Regions from separate parts of the Zea mays genome. Here region 2 is linked to region 1. The links are chromatin contacts, called in public Hi-C maps. All regions are on one chromosome and are shown on one strand. The core of a region is the stretch at or near the end of the contact, and the rest is flanking DNA. Distances in the headings are between cores, read along the strand shown.

Region 1 (5,828 bases), core at 686-3,185:
GACAGTCAACGCACGCACACAGCCTGGCTGCCGAGCAGCAGGCATCCAATCACGTAGAATATTTCCATATGCATGCGAAAAAAATCGACCAATTAAAGAAAAGCATGTCCAACACCGGTTGAGATGGTTTGGACAGATCCAACGGACTAACGGAGACTTTGGTTTCAGTTGGGTTAAACTGTAGCCTATTTCAACTTGCTTGGAACTTAAACGCTTTCTTCTCCTATGCACTGACATTTTTTTACCAGCAGCATTGCCAAAATCACCAGTACTGGGTGGATATTGTGCTATATTTTGAGGCATACAGCATAAGAAAGAAATAGCACATTCCTAACGCAGGGAAAAACATCCAGACAGGTGGAAAGAAAAAAAGAGAGTATTGTCAAGACAAATGCAACAAATCAGTGAAGGCATAGTAGCAATGGCACACCAAAAGCCTATAATAACTTAAAATCAGTGTGTCCTAATGAGTTTAGTGGTCTCAGCTTCCAGCAACCACAGCAGCACCTTCCTTTGTGTTATCAGAATCAAAACAATCTCAATACCCCTTCAGATGCTTGCGGACTCCAACAACATCAACAGATTGTGCAGTATGCCCCTGCAAACTTAGAAGCACTCAAGCACACATGCTAACACTAAGACAAAGCACATACAGCTGCCCATTTTACACATGTTAATCTGTTAGACCTTGGATACTGGTCTACTGCACAGCCATAGTCGTGGCAAATCTGTAGTGCTACTACATGAAGTGTAACTAACAATAACAAAGCACGATATTTTGTTTTTCAAACATGATCAGTCATTCCAAGCCTAATAACCTTCCTCCCACCCACGCACAAAAGAATGTATCAGTTCACTCTGGAAAAAATTGAGTTGTAACAATACCACTGCGCAAACTACAATGCACAATACCACTGCACAAACAGCAATGCATAAGTGCAAAATCCTGAGGACGAAATCCAATCCGTATACTATGAGCTCCAAACCCCAACCATTCCAACGAGAAATTTTAACTGCACCACCAACATCACGATAGCAGAGACAAGAAGCGCAGCATCCAGAAGACAAAATTCCCATCCTACGAGCTCCAAATAAGACCACAAAATCAAGAGGACGAAATCCCTATCATACAAGCTCCACATCCCAGACATCCGAATGCGAAATTTGAACGGGGCCTTCACCATCATCATCCCTAAAACAGAAACCGGCCCCACCAAACCGAGAAGACTAAATCTCTACGCTACGAGGTCCAAATCCCAGTCACACAAATTCAAAATTTGAAACGGGCCTTCACCACCATCATCCGGCGACAAGAAAACACAATCCGAAGTCCAGCCGATACAGTCAATCCCAAAACCTCACCTAAAACACAGAACCTCGCATCCTCCAGGCTCCAATCCAAACTGCTCGTATCGTACGCACACCAGCAAAATCCAAAAAAAACTAAACATTCACGAAGCACCCAGCCAAAGCGAGCGGTTCGAGCGGAGAGAGAGAGGAAGAGCCATACCCTGACTTCCATGATGGCCTTGAGCCGCAGGAGCGCGGCGACGCCGTCCTCCTTGGCGGCCTCGAGACTGGCCGCGAGGGCCACGGCTCGACGCTCCGCCGTCAGCACCCGCGCCGCCGACTCCTGCGCCATGTTGAGCATGATCCTGGCGTACGCCTTTTTCATGGCCACCACCTGCACGAAAAACCCCCGATCAGCACGAACAGCGTGCGGCGGCGGCGGGTACAGGGGGAGGAATTTCACCTGGCAGTCCGTCATTTTGGAGTGGGAAGAGATTAGGGGAGGAGGGAGTTGGTTGTTGCTGGAGCTAGGGGTTGTGGCGGTTGCAATAGAGGTGTGGCAAACGGAAAGTTGGAGAGGGAGGTGGGCGCGTCGCGGCAGCCGCTGCTGCGCTTGAGCCTTTTAGCTGGCTGCTTGCTTCCGTTGGAGTGGAAGGAAGGGGCCTGTTTCCGATTTTTAGGCGGAAGCGGTGGGAAGCCCAACTTCCCTAATGTTCCAGCCATGGCGGAGAGAACCCTTTGGTTCCGGGAAATTGTTGTTTCAGCCATGGCGGGGAGAACCTTTTGGTTACGAAGAATTGTTGTCTTGACTCAAGACCAGGGCCGACCCAGCCCAAAATTTGAATAGGGGTCTAATACCTAAGTGAAGACCTAAATAGAAACATAATAACTACTAAATTTTTGTAGGTACGTTAAATAAGATAAAATGTCTACTGAAACTAGAGAATTGAGTGGGGGCATGTGCCCCACTAAGCCTAACGTGGTTCGACCCTACTCAAAACTATCTGTTCGTAAGTTTATATAGTAAACCAGACATAGAAATAATAAAATAAACTTTTATTGTTCACTCTCTGTACACAAGAGAAGACAAAGTTCAAGAAAAAAATGTACTCGTCACGTCCCACAATGCGGCCAATGAGGGTCTAGGTCTATTTGGAAGTAAAGTATTTTTTATAATTTCTAGGTAATAGTATAGTTTGTACTTTGTAGTAATATCATAATATCTCTACTACTCTATAATACTATAATATAGACCATCCATGCACCCTCTGTCTTCCCACGACGTATAGGACTCACATGTCAGTGTCTCCCTTCTTCTTTGTGCGCGCAGCGCTTTGCTCTCCCCTTCCACGCCCTCTACCCTCTACCCCTTAGCCTGAACCATGGTCCTCGCCGCAATCCCCTACCCCCTCTCCCGACCACCTCCATGATCCCCCAACCGAGAATCCCGCTTAGGATGTCATAAAGTCGTCGCAGTGTCGTATCGCCCTGTGATGCCCCCACACCCCCCAGTTCTCCATCGTGTTACTCCCCCGCCACGCGACTCGCCACCCCATGCCTCCACGCGAGACACCTCGGTGGCTAGCACAAGCTGTCCTTCTTCTTCGACTCCGGTGACGCGCGTCGGCCTCCGCCACCCCGTCCCCAAGCTCATCTTCCTGAAGGGTACGCTGGCACATATCCTCGCTCAGCTCAAGGAGAAGCCCGCTGCCTCCGCCCCGACGGGCGCATGCACGTCGTGGCCCTAGCAGAGTCGTTGGCGTTGCAGATCCCGCAAGAGTAGGAGACGCTCGCCTTCCTCCACGCCCGTTCGAATCGGATAGCATCGTGGATCTGTTCATCGGGCGGTGCCTCAGTGGCGGTGGTGGAGGAGGCGATGGTCCCGTTCGTGGAGTAGGTCTGCGATCGCATTCGAAGTCCATGGAAGAGGAGGGGTGCTTGGGTGGTCCCCTGATGAATCCCTCCCGTTCCCCACTCGAATTCACGTTCGTCGGGTCTAATCTGTCATGCTCAAATCAATTCATGTTCTCGATTTGATTCCAAGCGCGTTCACGTCTTCTTTTGCACCATTTTCAAGAGGTGGTGTCAAATCCATGGACGCGATGTCGGCATCAGGGGTGGTAGCAGCGACGCATCACCTCGCACTTTTGTCGAAGGAGGTTAGCAACCTCAGATTGTAAGGCCTCTCTGCTAGAAAGCTTTAAAGAGGTTCATGGTTAGTTTAACATTAAGCTCAGACTTTGTAATAAAACAATCTAACAACAAGGCTTTAATGATAAATTCTCTCATCTCAAAACACATTTATATGCCTTCATTTCATGTTTTTTCTGTACAACTGTAATGAACATAATTAAACACATAAAATAGAAGTTGAATAGGCCAGAAGGCACGTTTATATAAGCCATGTACTGACATACATCAAAATGACGAGAATTGAGTAAATGGGACATTCTAGTATGCTGTGTGAATTGTTAAAGGCTATACACAGATGTGTGCAGGTGGGAATTCATTATTTGTTTACTAAGTATATAGCAGTTTTTCCCTATTATTTCTCTCACAGTTAGTGTGTGTACTATACTATTGATCTAGAAATTGATGTATGACAGTAATTTTTTTATGTTGGAACTGCCAACATGTATGTTTCTTGAAATTTATCTTTTATCTCACTATTTAAGTTTCAGGCTACATTTTACATCCCTAGTATGTTGTCAAATAACAAAGTAGTCCAGTGCAATAGTAACTTTTATGATCTTCAAAATGAATGCTCCGCGTCATTGCAATGTCCATACAAGATGGTGTATGTCTCTACGGGAACATCATCTTCTGGATTTGTTGAATATGTGCTTTATCTCTCAACAGAGAATGCCCATCCTCAAATTCTCAAGGCACAAATAATGCATGGGTAATCATTTCTTTGGAGTCTGGATCTACTCGTAAAATACATTAGGTGTAGTATCTGAAAAACATTTTACTTCTTATTCAATAGTTATGGACAGACTCAAACACGAGTGGAATACTGAAAATTCCCATCGGCTAAATTAATTCTTAGATGTTGATGCTTCTAATGGTCTTTTTAGACTTGGAATATATGAGATTTCAGTTCCCAGCATTTTAGCTCAAAAAGGCCTGACGTTGGTCGTGATGGTATTGGGAGAATCAGCTTGGGAGACTAAGGGAGCTCAGACCAAGAAGAGACATCTCTTGACATCAACCAACAATAGTTAGCAACCTCTAGACATGACACCTATTGACATTAACCCTCACTAGATCAGGTGGCGCCCCTTCGTTCGGGCGCCCTATCCAAAGACGGTGAAGAATTCGATAATTCTAAGAAAATATTTTCTGGCTTACAACATCAGATACGACAACTACAAGAGATCCAATAAGAATAGATTGTTGCGCTATATTTATAATCCGCAACAGTGGCCATCAAACTCCATGAAAGTGCTCCAAGGTAGACCTTCTTCGATATCCAAAGAGAGGGACACCATAACTGTATACGGAAATAGCAATCGTACATCGTTGCAATTAATTGCATATATCCTATACCATCTTTGCATGAAACACTAAAAATGTTAAATCAGCATCCCTGGTGTACTGGCAAATCCCCAACTGAGGTACAATAGACAACAGCCCTGGTTAAAAGCACATTTTGAAGTGTAGTAGACAGTAGTGCTGAGAAGGGCCAAGCAAGAACACCCGAGAACTGAATTACATGTAGAGTAGAGAGGAAAAAATAGCAGACCGTTAGCATTCTGAATAGAAATAGTTAATAGCGTCTGTAGAAGCAAGTAAAGCGCCATGTGATAGGAGAATAGCAATCAAAGCTACATGTCTAATGTAGACGATATCAGAATTAAGAGAAAGGCCTTCTAGTTTCAACCTAGAAATATACGCTTGCAGCAAACCATTGATCTTTGCACTGGGTTCCTCCAACCCCTCTTTCACAGGTATTGGCACACGATCTAAAAGCTTTGCCAGTTCCATTCTTTATCAAGTATGGCACCTACATACTTAAATATTTAACTCAGAGAAAACAGTCGACGCAATTCAATATCAACAATCCAGAGCCTAATACTGTCGGGGACCATAATTAGGGGTACCCTCAAGACTCCTAATTCTCAGCTGGTAACCCCCATCAGCATAAAGCTGCTAAGGCCTGATGGGTGCGATTAAGTCAGGGATCAGTCCGTTCGAGCGACTCGATCACGCCTCGCCCGAGCCTAGCCTCGGACAAGGGCAGACGACCCCGGAGGATTTCCGTCTCGCCCGAGGCCCCCCTTCCGACGACGAACATATCTCCGGCTCGCCCGAGGCCCTGCCTTTGCTAAGAAGCAACCCTGACTAAATCGCTGCACCGACCGGCCAAGTCGCAGGAGCATTTAATGCAAAGGTAGCCTGACACCTTTATCCTGACGCGCGCCCTCCAGTAGAGCCGAAGTGACCGCCGTCACTTCACCGCTCCACTGACCGGCCTGACAGAAGGACAGCGCCGCCTGCGCCACTTCGACTGCAGTGTCACCTGACAGAGTGAGACT
Region 2 (5,498 bases), core at 1,379-3,878, 240 kb before region 1:
AAATAAAACTGACAACACAATGGCTGACATCCACACATATATCAACGGCACGATGGCCGACAATCACATTTAATCGACATCCATATCCACAATCACCAACTAATATTAATTTTTACAACTAATTAATAGAACAACCATATCCATATCCATATGCACACATTTATGTTTACTATTTATTTGTAGTGGAAACTAGAAGAACCATATCCATATCCATATCCATATCCATATCCATATACACAATTAATCCATTCTTCAATTACGTACCGGAGGCGAGGACGGCGGAGGCGCGGACGGCGGCGAGCGGGCGGACGGCTGGCGGACGGCAGCGCGTGGGCGGCGCGGCGGTGAGGCGGCGCGGCGGTGAGGCGGCGCGTGGGCACGGCGAGTGGGCATGGCGGCGGTGAGGCGGTGCGGCGGCGCGTGGGCGGGCGGCGGTGAGGCGGCGCGGCACGACGGCAGTTTAGCGCGGCGGCGAACTGCGCTCAGAAACAGAGAGAGCGAGGAGAGAAAGAAGAAGAAAGGAGCCGGGCGGAAATATATTTTTCCTTCTTTGCCGAGTGCCCGCGATCTGGCACTCGGCAAAGATTTTTTTTTTATTTTTAAAATAAGCTTTGCCGAGTGCCAGATCGGCGACACTCGGCAAAGGATCCTTTGCCGAGTGTCGGCCAAGGGACACTCGGCAAATATTACTTCACACTTCTTTGCCGAGTGCCTACCTGGGAGGCCCTCGGCAAAGCATATTTTGCCGAGTGTCACCATCTGACACTCGGCAAAGTACATTTGTATTTTTTTGGTTTTGGCCACCAAACTTTTTGTGGTTTGTTCCTACACTATGTAGACCTACATGTACCATTTGGGGACAATTATAACAAATGATACAAATGATACATGAAACCTAAGAGAACTAAATCTACTAACGATTCAAAACTCTGTTATAATTGTCCACAAATGATACATGTAGGTCTACATAGTGTAGGAACATACCACAAAAAGTTTGGAAGACAAAATCAAAAAAATACAAATATACTTTGCCGAGTGTCTATAGAAGACACTCGGCAAAGAGCATTTTGCCGAGTGCCCAATATGTGGCACTCGGCAAAGAAGCCTCTTTGCCGAGTGCCAGCAGTTGGCTCTCGACAAAGACTAACGGCCGTCAGCTTTGGGACGGCCGCTGACGGCCCTTTGCCGAGAGCCCCCTTTGCCGAGAGTTTGACACTCGACAAACTTGTCTTTGCCGAGAGCCCCCTGTGCCGAGTGTTCAGCACTCGGTAAAGGGGCTCTTTGCCGAGAGCCTAACTTTGCCGAGTGCGGCACTCGGCAAATCTTTCTTTGCCGAGTGCCCGACAAAAGGCACTCGGCAAAAAATGCAACACTCGGCAAAGCCTGCGATTCGGGTAGTGAGTGTAGCCAATGCAAGCCCCAACAAGCAATAGTGTGCGCAGTGGATTTCTCTCTGCCACCTTAAGTTTGCTCAAATGGTCAATTAGTTCAAGCCTTATTATTAATGCGTGTGCACATGATGCTAATCAAAGGAAAGCAAATGGTGCTGCAAATATAAGCAAGTCCCGAACGAAGAAATTGATGCAGCAGGTATGACAACATGATGGACCATATATATATATACTGCATAATTTATTTATTTGGTGATTATTAACGTTAACAGATGTACATGAGAATGTGCGATGTACGTACAACACATGCATGCGTCTCCATCGTCCCTATGCATGCATACCTCTTTACACACACATACACGTACATACAGCGCGCGCACACGAACGAACAAACTAGCGACGATCGATCTAGCTAGCTAGGTCTGTCCAGCAGATCGATCGAATTATTCATCACCCTCTCTGATATATTAAATGAGCACGACATGTATAATAAACATACATTAACGACATATAAGAGCATCGATCAAGGAACCTAGTAATAAATGTAACGACGAGAGCTGCATATATATATGGAGGAGCACGTGGATCGGGCGGTGGTACGGTGCTGTCGTCGATCGGCAGTGGCACGCGCGGCGTCGTCGATCGGATTGGGGAATGAAGGCGGCGAAACGGTAGCGGCGGCAGTGCTAGCCGGCGACCTTCTTCTGGTGGAAGTTGTTGATGAAGTCGGAGGCCTTGCTGTCGACGTCGCGCTCGCCGACCCACCAGCCGCCGTAGTCCTCGTCGCTGGAGCGCACCTTGCGCACGTACCCGGTCCGGCCGTCCCAGTCGCTCATGTCGTCGTCGTACTCGTACCGCCTGGACTTGCGCAGGAAGCTGAAGATGGGGCAGAAGAAGGACGACTTGCCTCCCATGGCGGCGGGCGGCGTGCGCGCGGGAAGCTCTGCTCTCTTCTTCTTCGTTCAGTTACCAGCTGGCTAGCTAGCTAGCTGGCTAGCTAGTCGCCCCTGGCTATATTTGTCACAACTCACAAGCAAGTTCTTCAGTAACGCCGGCGCGGCAGTGATGAGCCGCGGTCGAGACCACTAGCTGATGATGAGAGAGCTGAGTAGAGTTTGTAATTGCTTCGGTCGATCAACTTAATTGTGCTGGCTTAATGGTGCCGAGAAGGGAGGGGGGCATGCAGCTGGATTTATAAGAGGGAGCTGTGGATCGACGACCATATGGCGCGCAGGCTTGGTGGTGGATGCAAGCTGGCTAGGGTTCTAAATAATATACATATATAGAACTAAAGGTGATGGAAGAGTACAGGATCGCGGATCGCGCGGGGGAATGGACGGCCAAGATCGCTCGATGTGAAATGATGCTAAAGCGCGTGTTCTAGCTACGACGTACGTACTGCACCAGGCGCAGACGATCCTCCCCTAGCATAGCAGCTATACACTGGTGTAGGCTGTACAGACGGCCGGAACGGAAGAAAAAAAAGGGGGGAGGAAAGCACGCATGCATGGTACAGTAGCTTCAGCTGCACTGCACAGCATAATTGATCCTTCTTGTTCCGAATTCCGATCCGGCCTGCTTGGACTGGACCAGAATTAATTCGCCGCCAGTCGCTCTCTCTCTCTCACGTATATATACAAACTATAGTAAGCAGCTTTGTATACATATTTGCCAAAATCCGTATGAAAATATCTCCCTGTTCTTGCTTCTTCTAGATAGCTAGTAGTACGCTGTTGTCATGCATATATGCGTAATACACGCACGGTGTATATATATAGAGAGAATATATATATATATATATATATATATATATATATATATATATATATAGAGAGAGAGAGAGAGAGAGAGAGAGAGGGTTCACATTTAAATGATAAAAAACTAAAATTATACAGTTTTAAACCACGTCCACTTAACCAATAGAACCCATGTATCTTTATATTTTATAATCCACACGTGAATATAAATGAAAACCACATCAATATAACATACCGTCTACTAGTTTTACTCTTGAGAGCAGTGGCACATATGACAGACACCGGACCACCCGGTTATCCCGGGGCGTGATCCATACATCTTCATTGATATCTGTTATTTTTATATCAAAATATATCGAAAATTTTTAAAATGTATTGAAAAAATATTATATCTCTAATAAATCGGTCCGGGGTGTGGTCGGATCGCGTGGATCGACGTAGACCAGCAGCTAGCACGTACGACGCGCATCTCCTAAAAAAGCTACTTTACCGGCCGCAGCTAGAGCTAGCTAGTTTGCTGTGGAAAGAAACAGGTCAACACACGACACTCAAACCGGGTGTGCGTGCCTTTGGCTTAGGTTAATCTTCGAATCTCTACCCTTTTTGCATGCAGCAAGCTACTAGCTCTTGTTTAAGGTTACTGCAAGCTGTTTCAGTTCCCTTTGGCGCCTTTATTTGGCCTGTTGTGTCTAGGAGCAATCCATCGGCCGGGCCTAAGCAACCAATAATATTCGCAAGATATATAACAGTATTCATTATACTACTAGTATAATATTTGATGCATATGATTGCATTCCAACTACGAGCCGTACGTGGGCCTGTGTACATATGGCACTGACATATATACACTAGAGCTAGCAGAAGAGATCAAGGTGGGCCTAGTCAAGTGTGTGATTACCCAATAATGATGCATAAAAGTTCTATTATTGTGGCTGCCATCACGCGCTTTGCAAGCTGCGAAAAGGGAACGAGATTATACTATAACCATTTTTATGTTTGGGAGCATCAAGTTGGAATTGTGTTTTTTTGTTGGGAAAAAAAATCATTTTGCCACTTTCAACTATCATAAAAGTCATTTTTTGCTGTCTTAACTATAAAACTGGATATAACCTCATTCTCGTTATCTAAAACTGGATATATGTTTTAGAAAAATAATGTATTTTTTTCTTTTGTTTTGGGGCACCAAGTTTAGATGTAAGCTTAGCTTTCACAAGTATGAATGAGGCTATATACGAGAGGGACCAGTGAAATTCTATTCCTCTTTTCTTTTGTTTCTCTCCTGACGATGATATATCTGACATAAAACAGGAACAATAATAATTGACAGTGCCAGTGAGAGTTTCAACAATGCCTTGTGACACAAGAACAAATATTGCATATGTTGTGACAGCACACAAAAACCGGTATTACATTTTGTCCTAGCCACACAGCCAAAAAGATTTGAGTTGAAAAGGAGTCTGGTCCCTTTTATATAGCTTGCTCGGTCGCTCGTCCTCCTTTATCTAGTGCACTATCGGACTCGTCTTCTTTTTCGAATGCCCCAGACACTCGATAAAAAGACCTTTTTAACTCGGCAAAGCCTTTACTGAGTATTACACTCGACAGACATTTTATCGGTAAAGAGTTCTTTGTCGTGTTTTTTTCCAGATATGGGTATTATCAATTTATGTCGGATATGATTTGAATGGATATCGATATATTAAATATCTAACTTTGAAAATACGGATACAGATAAAGATCAGATACGAATCGGATAATAAGTACCCAGACTCTATACACATGAAATTTCATTCTTTTTAGACGGATCAAATTCGAATATGGACGGATAATATCCGTAACATTTACACACCTACTCGCGACCTTTCTCTCACATGTAACCTCCTCTATCACTCCACCCCTATATCACTTGTGTCTATTTTATGTTTTTCTTCACCATGTATTATAACAAACCGAGAGTAAAGTGATCATTTTAGGCACTAAATGAATTCAAATGGAAAAGTTGTTAATTACAAAGTTGCATAACTCTTTGAGACCTACATCTTTAGTTTTTTGTTGTCAACTATAAAATTACATAACTTTTCAAGACCTACAACTTTCATTTTGGTGATTTTTCCATCTGTTGGAGACTTGTTTTCAAATGCTATGAATTAAGAACAAGGCAACACAAAAAGAGGTTAATGGTTAATGCCCTTCGTCCTTCGAAACATTATTTTCCTTAGAATATAATGATCTTCGGACGAAGGTCATGAAAGACGCACCTTCATCGTCACAGTATATGTTAATAGAAGAAGATGTATATGAAATATGAGAAATAACATGGATAATCATATGACATCATTGATATATCTTT

Evidence for each region. Hi-C and Micro-C count contacts between places; a contact is called where the count stands out from the background.
Region 2: a Hi-C map of leaf shows a contact between it and region 1, with 6 times the contacts expected there. The contact joins the promoter of LOC100277241 here to the promoter of LOC103653685 in region 1. A contact is called at or near these places in 4 of 25 Hi-C or Micro-C datasets (ear, endosperm, leaf and 1 more).

What each region holds. Positions count from the first base shown.
Region 1 is chr4:131,561,130-131,566,957 of Zm-B73-REFERENCE-NAM-5.0, reverse strand. It overlaps LOC103653685, which reads right to left and starts at 1,935. Exons shown (of 5, transcript XM_008680510.4): 1 at 1,754-1,935; 2 at 1,511-1,684. The coding sequence starts at 1,768.
Region 2 is chr4:131,799,636-131,805,133 of Zm-B73-REFERENCE-NAM-5.0, reverse strand. It overlaps LOC100277241 (OSJNBb0048E02.16-like protein), which reads right to left and starts at 2,628. Exons shown (of 1, transcript XM_008680511.4): 1 at 1,614-2,628. The coding sequence starts at 2,305. The coding sequence ends at 2,078.